Regions from separate parts of the Zea mays genome. Here region 2 is linked to region 1. Evidence: chromatin contacts called from public Hi-C data. All regions are on one chromosome and are shown on one strand. The core of a region is the stretch at or near the end of the contact, and the rest is flanking DNA. Distances in the headings are between cores, read along the strand shown. Region 1 has its middle 15 kb from the start of LOC100101532. Region 2 holds the start of LOC100280861 (RING-H2 finger protein ATL2M).

Region 1 (4,178 bases), core at 1,248-3,747:
GCTTTTTTTAGCTACTTTTAGCCATTTGTAAGCTAAACAGGAGAGCTAATGGTGGTAATTGAAACTAAACTTTAGCACTTCAATTCATATAGCTAAAGTTTAGTAGGAAGTCCCGTGAGATTGAAACGGGGCCTAAAACTAAAACTTAGTCCCGACAGAACAAACGGGCCCAACGGCCCAAATATAATAGCGTAGTCGCGCGCGCACGGCCGACACCACGCGGGCGAGTCGGCAGCCGGCACACGGTGATTCTGTATCCAGGCATCGGCGTCGGCCACCACCGGCCGATGGTGGAGCTGAGCGAGCTCTTCCTGCGGCGCGGCCTCGCCGTGACCGTCGTCGTCGTCGTGCCGCCCGCCGCGTCGACGGACGCCTCGTCCGCGGTTGCGCGCGCCGTTGAGGCCAACCCGTCCATCAACTTCCACATGCTGCCACTGCCACCGCCCAACACCGTTCCCCCGGCCGCCGTCGAGCAGGACCAGGGCCAGGAGCCGCCGCACAATCCGTTCGCCCTCCTCCGCCAATCGAACGCGCCGCTCCGCGACTACCTCCGCTCGGCGCTCCAATCCGCCTCCGTGTGCGCGCTCGTCCTCGACATCTTCTGCGTCGACGCGCTCGACGTCGCCGCGGATCTCGGCGTGCCGGCGTACCTCTTCTACACCTCCGGCGCCAGCAGCCTCGCCGTCAGCCTGCACATGCCGCAGAAGCAGGCCGAGGTGAACGCCAGCTTCGGGGACATCGGCGACGCGCCGCTCTGCTTTCCGGGCGTTCCCGCGTTCAGACCCACGGAGCTCCCCGTGAACGCCCTCGACCGCGACAACCAGGTGTACAGGGTGTTCCTTAGCGCGTTCGAGCGGGTCCCGGCATGCCGCGGCATGCTCGTCAACACGTTCGAGTGGCTGGAGCCCAGGGTGGTGGCCGCCCTCAGGGACGGCGCGTGCGTCCCGGGCCGTCCCACGCCGCCGGTTTACTGCGTCGGTCCGCTGGTCTCTGGAGGCGGAGAGGTCCAGGACAAGAAGCACGCGTGCCTTGTGTGGCTGGACGCGCAGCCGGAGAACAGCGTTGTGTTCCTCTGCTTTGGGAGCATGGGCTCGTTCTCCAAGAGGCAGCTCGAGGCGATCGCCACCGGGCTCGAGATGTCCGGGCAGAGGTTCCTGTAGGTGGTACGGAGCCCGCGGCCCGACGGCACGGGGTTGTATGCCGACGGTAATCGTCAGCTACCCGAACCCGACCTCGGCGAGCTCCTGCGGGAGGGGTTCTTGGAGAAGACCAAAGCGCGAGGGCTGGTGGTCAAGTCATGGGCGCCGCAGGTGGACGTGCTCCGGCACAGGGCGACCGGCGCGTTCGTCACCCATTGCGGCTGGAACTCGATTCTAGAGGGGATAACGGCAGGCGTCCCGCTGCTGTGCTGGCCGCTGTACGCGGAGCAGCGGCTGAACAAGGTGTTCATGGTGGAGGACGCGAGGGTCGGGGTGGAAATAGCAGGGTACGACGGGGAGGTGGTCACTGCGGAGGAGGTGGAGGCGAAGGTCAGGTGGGTGATGCACTCGGAGGACGGGCGTGCGCTCCGTGGGAGCTCAATGGCGGCGAAGGAGAAGGCCCTGGAGGCTCTGCAGCAAGGTGGCACGTCTCACAACGCTTTGCTCGAGCTCTTGTCCGATTTGGGAATGCGTCACAGTAGCGAGTGAAGTTGTCAGATATCGTCGGAGAAGGATATGGTAAATGTCAAATCCAAGATCAATGAATTCGTAATGCAAATTATCCGATTTATATAATGTCAGTCACCGGGTCGCTTAATTTCTCATGTACCCAAAACCGATTCCATGTCAAATTGGTTATCCATGCCATAAATTAGATTTAATTTGCTATATTAGTTGCTTTTAATTGTGTGCATCAATTTTATCTTGTAAGAAATAATTTGCTATATTAGTTTCATTCGTATCGTGTGCATCGATTTTATAGTGAATCCAATAGATAAAATCTATCCCAAAGCTATCTGATGGATAGGGGTGTTCGGAAGGAAAGTATTTTTAAAGTTTTGAGGTAACTATAGTATTTTTTGTTAAAATGTGTTTGGATACCATGGTAAAAAAAACTATGTTTTAAATACCATAATTTTGTAGATACCATGATATTTTAGAGTATTTAAAACTTCACTGCAACTCCAAGTTTTTGTCTATGACTAGCCTTCCATATGTACACTAAATATTATGGTTTTAGATACTTTGTCACTAAACACGTATTGCTAGTATTGCTAGGAGTGATGTATAAATAATACATTTGTGTGATGATATTTTAAAACCGTAGTATTACATAACCATAATTTTAAAATACTTTGTTTCTGAACATGCCGTAAAAATGTATCAGGGCACATTGTATCTATTAATTATATATCGTGCTCATACTAGCACTACGGGCTGGAACTGCGGTCCATAAACGGCCCTAAACCGTGCTTCGTGTCGGTATGGAACCATGGACCTCATGCAGGTGTTGGTCTAGTGCGGCGCTTCTTTGATATAGGACTATACTGGTCCAATAGGTTTGGCTCGTTCTGCCGTCTATACAGCAAAGCAACAGAAAAAAAAAAAAGGTCCAGAAAGGGTCCTCAACAACGAAAAAAAAGCATCACAAGCCCACACCATTGGAACAATGTTTCGATCTCACTGTTGGCACCGGAAACATGAAACCTAGACAAACTAGTAATCTAGACCTCTAGAGGCACGCCGCACGCACAGATCTGCCGTCTGCGCTAGCGTCCGAGACCAAAACGGCCACCGGATGGATCGGGACAGCATCGGCAGCCTCGCCGAAGGAAACAATCAAACAACTGCATCTGAAGCCACCTCCCTCCTTGTTCGTCCCTGTCTACAGTAGCAGACGGACTACGGACGTGTATGATAGGCGAGGAATGGATCTTCGAGCGGCAACGAGGTATCTGTTTACAGTACGAGGGAGATCTAGATCCATTATAAGTCGATTATCAAGTTAATTTTGTAGATTTTGCTAGCAAATTTAGTTACAAATCTAGAACCCTAACTAATTCTATACACACACGGATCATCCGAACCACGGACCGACCTATAGGGTCGGACAGCCCGGCTGTCCATTTTTGTGCTCAACAAAGAGCGTAAAGTATGTTTTCGGACAACGACGATCCTCTTGGCTGCCTTATAAGCGTGTAAGTTTGAGATTTAGCTTGCTCTGTGTGTGTGGTGGGGGGGATCAAGACAAGAGTGAATACAATATCGGATAAGGAGAAACTTAAGTTTACATATGTGATCATGAAAAAAGTGATTCACAAAAAACAAATCCATAAAGTTAGGGGAAAATCTCATATTATAAGAGCAAGTTTAATAATAAGCTGATGCGTAAGGGTGACAATAAACTCTAATTTAATAATCGAATTAGATTAGGATCAGACTATATTTCTATTTATTTTTGAACTTAAATTAATTTAGAGCTCTAAAACTATCTGCATTTATATATGTCGGGGACCATAATTAGGGGTACTGTCGGCGTTTCGAGACCGGAGGGTCCCTAAGCCGACGAGTGAGTGTGCTGCGTGCCCCAGCCCAGATGGGTCGAGCGCGTGGGCGAGCGCGAAGGGGGGAGAGGCGAGGTGGCCAGAGACGGGCGTGAGAGAGGTGGAAGTCCCGCGGCCTTCGTGTTCGTCCCGCGCCCAGGTTGGGTGCGCTTGCAGTAGGGGGGTTACAAGCGTCCACGCGGGTGAGGGAAGCGAGCGGCTCCAAGAGAGCGCTTGTCCCGTCCTCGGTCCCGCGCGGCCAACCTTCTCTAAGAAGGCCCTGGTCCTTCCTTTTATAGTCGTAAGGAGAGGATCCAGGTGTACAATGAGGGGTGTAGCAGAGTGCTACGTGTCTAGCGGAGGGAGAGCTAGCGCCCTAAGTACATGCCAATGTGGCAGCCGGAGAGATCTTGGCACCCTGCTGGCGTGATGTCGTGGCTGTCGGAGGAGCAACGGAGCTTGGCGGAAGGACAGCTGTCGGAGCGGTCGAGTCCTTGCTGACGTCCACCTGCTTCCGTAAGAGAGCTGAGAGCCGCCGCCGTCATGGAGCTTGGGAGGCGCCATCATTGCCTATCTGGCGGAGCTGGTCAGATGGGACACCGGTCTTGTTCTCTGCGGCCCGAGTCGGCTCGGGGTAGAGTGGTGATGGCGCTCC
Region 2 (4,178 bases), core at 1,217-3,716, 130 kb after region 1:
GCATCCCTCTCCGCAAAATGGACGCCATGTCCCTGCGCTCCCCATTTCCACACTTTCTCTCTCCTCTCCGCAGCTCTCTGCGTGCGCGCGCGCCTGCTGGCGGGCCCCAGGTGTCATAGACTGCATGCGGAGTGGGATGGGGAGTGTTGCTGGAAACGGAGACGGATACGGAGAGGAGAGAGAATGTGTTGCCCGCGCGTTTTAGGGATACGGAGAGGGAGTCTGCTGGAGTTGGTCTTACATGCAGTTTCCCTTAAAAGAACCCAGTAGGTAAATAAGAGTACAAACTTATCATGTCATGATATCAGCTAGTCTCAATTGGTTTACTTTTTTATCCAACCATGACAAGATTTCAAAAGTCAGACTAGTCTATAGCACCAAGTATATTTTAGCAGTTTAAAAAAATAGGAAGAAAGGATTTTCCGTAATGAATAACATGGTACTTATACTTCAAAGACATAATTACATCCAGAATTTTAAACAGTAATCAGCACAAGAAATTATATCAGTTGTAATTAACTTCCTCATAAACTATATACCTAATCTTTGTTGAATATTAAATCAATCGTGACTGAACCATCCAATTCTCCAAATTATCTGACGCGCAAGAGCCAGAGGTCTCTTAAAACCCAAAAATATATTATTAACTAGTAAGAATTATATTGAAGAATGTTCTTCCTTCCCTTACAATATAGATTTTCAAATTAGACAGCACTAGAGTGGAAACAAGCCTAGCTTGCCTCAAAGGTCGACTCAGGACAACGAGCCTAGGCATAAGAGTAAACTTACCCTTTAAATTATTATATAAAATCTTAAATCTTAAAAATAATTAAAATAACATATTTTAAATTAATAAAATCAATATACTACTAATATGATATAGAAAATAGATTGATTTTGTAGAGTAATATCAAATATCATAAACTAATTATCTATTTGGTACTAATATTATATACTAATTAAAATTTTAAATAATAAATTGTTATTAGGTTAAACTATAAGTTAGCTCGTGAGCGCAGCGAGCCAAGGTGAGCTGACTCACTCTCTTCTATAGCTAAAAAAACAGACTCAACTTAGACTTCTAAGCCTCGAGCCGCTCCGCTCCGCTCCGAGCTACAACCCACGGGCTAATTTTCCACCCTTAGCTAGCACGGTGATAGTCCTGCATTTCAGGAGAACTATCTCGTTCTTCTTTCACATTCTTGCTACCAAAATAAGATAGCCAACAAACAAAAACGTACACTGCAATGCAAGTCATGGATGAAATAAGATGATTCATAGAACAATCTTCCGCGTACAACTATAAGATCACAGGTAACCTCACTTGATAGACACTATCTTAGAACAGAAGAACAATGTATGTACACTGCATGTCTTCCTCCTGGGTCCAATAATGTACTGCTGTCAAGCAAAAACTTTTGTCCTAGTTATGGTAGCTCTAGCCGAACAGTTCACATCTCCATCACCCATTAATCACCCAAACCTGTCCAAAAACAAACGGAACAATCAGATTGGTATCCCAGAGTCGATAAAAGCGGTATCAATCAAACAGACTAAGGGAAAGAATGGGAGATGAGAAAAATGTCAAGCGCCATCACCTGCTCCGGCGACGGTCGGCGGCATACTGCGACAGCGGGACAAGCTCCGAGAGTGGGGTAGAGAGCGGCGTGGCGACGGGGGTTGGGATGGGGGACGAGCGGCAGACGGGGCACGACGCGCTACGACGCAGCCACGCGTCGAGGCAAGTGAGGTGGAACCTGTGCCTGCACTCTGGCATCACCCGCAGCATCTCGCCCTCCTTGTACTCGCAGAGGCAGATGGAGCACGCGACCTCCGTGTCCGCCCCCGCCCCGGCCTTGGAGAAGGGCACCATCGGATACGACGCGATGACGGAGGCGTCGAGCCCGACGGGGGAGGCCGCGGCGGCGGGGCCGCGGGAGGAGGACCCAGGCGAGTCGTAGTCCTCCGCGACGAAGACGACGCGGGGCACGGTGATGGAGATGTGGCCGGAGCTGGAGGCGGAGGAGGCGGCGTGCCTGGTGGAGCCGACGCCGACGCCGGCTCCGGTGCCGAACCCCTGGCTGGCGGCCCCGCGGCGGAGGCAGAAGTAGGAGGCGAGCAGCACCGACGCGAGGAGCACGAGGAATCCGAACGCGATGGCGATCGCGTAGCCGAGGCCGAGCGAGGCGAGCGGGTCAAGGAAGGACATGGCTCTCTCGCTCCCCACGTGGTGGTCGTGGGCGGCGGCGGCGGCGGCGGCGGGGCTGTGGTCGTGGGGCGGGATGGCATGCTGCGCGGGGGAGGGGCAGAATGGGAAGAGGGTATTTGTTTGCGGGAGCTTAGGTTTCCGGGGGGGCTGGATCTGGTTGTTGGCCGCATTAATTGCCGGGGAAGGAGGAGAAGCCGAGAAGGGGAATCGGAGTAATGGCGGGGGACTGGGCGGGTGCACCTCGCTGCCGTGCCGTGCTCTGGTGTGGACGGTGGTGGCCTTGGCCTGTGTGGGAACTGGAAGAGTGGAGTGGCCAAGCGGGAGATGAGGGCGATCGGAGCAATGCGCGTTGGGCCGTCACTGACTCCAGCCAGCGCACGGACTGGCAGTAGGGTGACTGCTGGTCTGCTGCGGGCCGTGCGCGTGGTATGGGCTGCGCTAGACGTGTTCCGTTTTCGTCTGAAAACAGAGGTGTCCGGGAGTAGGGCCGTGGCCTCGTTGACTTCTAGTGTGCATACTAGGCCGACCAAGGAGCCGTATCCGTACGGGGATAGCATAAGGGCCCCTTTGGCAGGGCTCTGACTTCTCCAAAAACGACTTTGGTTCTGGCTCACAAGGTGAAGTCACTTCTTTAGATGAGCCAAAGCCATTCTGAAAAATCATTTGACAAAATGGCTTATAGGTTCTTTTTCAGAAAGACCCTTATATAGTTTGGACTGGTGGGAGGGCTATTGTGCGTGGCTAGGGATTGAGGGCAGAACCCAAAAAAAATAATTTGGACTGGTGGGAGGGCTATTGTGCAAAAATGACGTGAGCTGAAGCCGGGTGAGCCACTTTTTTTGGCTCATGCCCTCTAGTTCATTTTGGAAAAGCACTTCACTAGTGAAGCCATTTGAAAAAGAGGTGTTTGGCACAACTTTTGCATGAGCCAGAGCCGAAGCTGAAAAATAAGCCTTACCAAAGGGGCCCTAAAAATCAAGCTGTTGATGCTGCTGTATTTGCTCTGCTCGATGAAAGTGTTGTTACTCATATTTAAACTTAGCTTTACAAATACTACAGTCTACAATAAAAAACAGACCATATGGGTGTGAAAGCATCTAAGATTCTAGTTGGTTTTGATGATTAATAACAACATAAAATTATTATCATTCCTAAGACCATGTTCGGTTGCATAGGGATTAGAGAGAATTAAGGGATTAAATCTCCTATTTAAAATTAAATAGGAAAGGATTTAATCACCTTCAATCCTCTCAATCCACCTCTAACGGATCAAGCTCTAAATGAACCTCTATCCAATGTTGAGGGGCTAAAACTCAAATATGTTCTCCAACTCAATTTCTATTCGTCGTCTCACGGAAACATACTCTTATTTCTTCCTCGTCAACCCTAAAGACTTGATTGGGAGACATGTAAAGAATTGAGAGGTCTAGAATCCCACGATATTCAATTTTAAATAGTAAAAGATTCTGGTCTCCTTAATCCCCTACACTACACTTGCTTCTAAACACGCCTTAAAAATGAAGGTACCTCTTATCATCTTCTCCGTTTCTCATTTTACTCTTACAATAAAACTGACACGTGAAACCGATGAGTAGCATCTGTGAGTAGAAAAAAAGTTAAGAGAACGGTTGGAGTGCTCTGATAAGTAAGGGCTGAATATGGATAAGATGCTATTATTTAAGAAATAATGGGATAAAATTGGAGGGTTCGGTTTGAATAAATCTTAACCTTAAGGATTGCCAAACCTATCGAATTGTCAAGGTCACCCAATAAAGAACTATCAAGGGTTTAATGTATTTAATAATTAATAACTAGATAAATAAGTGACGTAGAGCTTATAAAAGTTAAAATTTACCCTTGTTTGGTTCAGCTTTTTTCTGACCAGCTTTTTCGAGAATCTAGTTGTGGGGAAAATTTGGCTGTGTAGAGAATCTTAGTATCATTAGGATTACGCGTGGAGAAAGATAAA

What was found. A called contact is a pair of places that touch in the nucleus more often than the background predicts.
Region 2: a Hi-C map of leaf shows a contact between it and region 1, with 5 times the contacts expected there. The contact joins the promoter of LOC100280861 here to the enhancer-like site in region 1. A contact is called at or near these places in 7 of 25 Hi-C or Micro-C datasets (bundle sheath, endosperm, leaf and 1 more) and 1 of 3 datasets of contacts at active chromatin or transcription factors (seedling).

The regions. Positions count from the first base shown.
Region 1 is chr6:171,341,779-171,345,956 of Zm-B73-REFERENCE-NAM-5.0, forward strand. It overlaps the pseudogene LOC103631602. Among protein-coding and RNA genes, the nearest start is that of LOC100101532, 15 kb to the left of the region's middle. Within about 2 kb of position 2,498, at least 16 of the 20 cell types and tissues checked have an H3K27ac peak or open chromatin away from gene starts, as enhancers often do. A contact at or near this core is called in leaf, root tip and seedling, where this site is marked.
Region 2 is chr6:171,469,290-171,473,467 of Zm-B73-REFERENCE-NAM-5.0, forward strand. LOC100280861 (RING-H2 finger protein ATL2M) reads right to left here and starts at 2,467. Exons shown (of 2, transcript NM_001153781.2): 1 at 1,599-2,467; 2 at 1,242-1,483. The coding sequence starts at 2,209. The coding sequence ends at 1,474.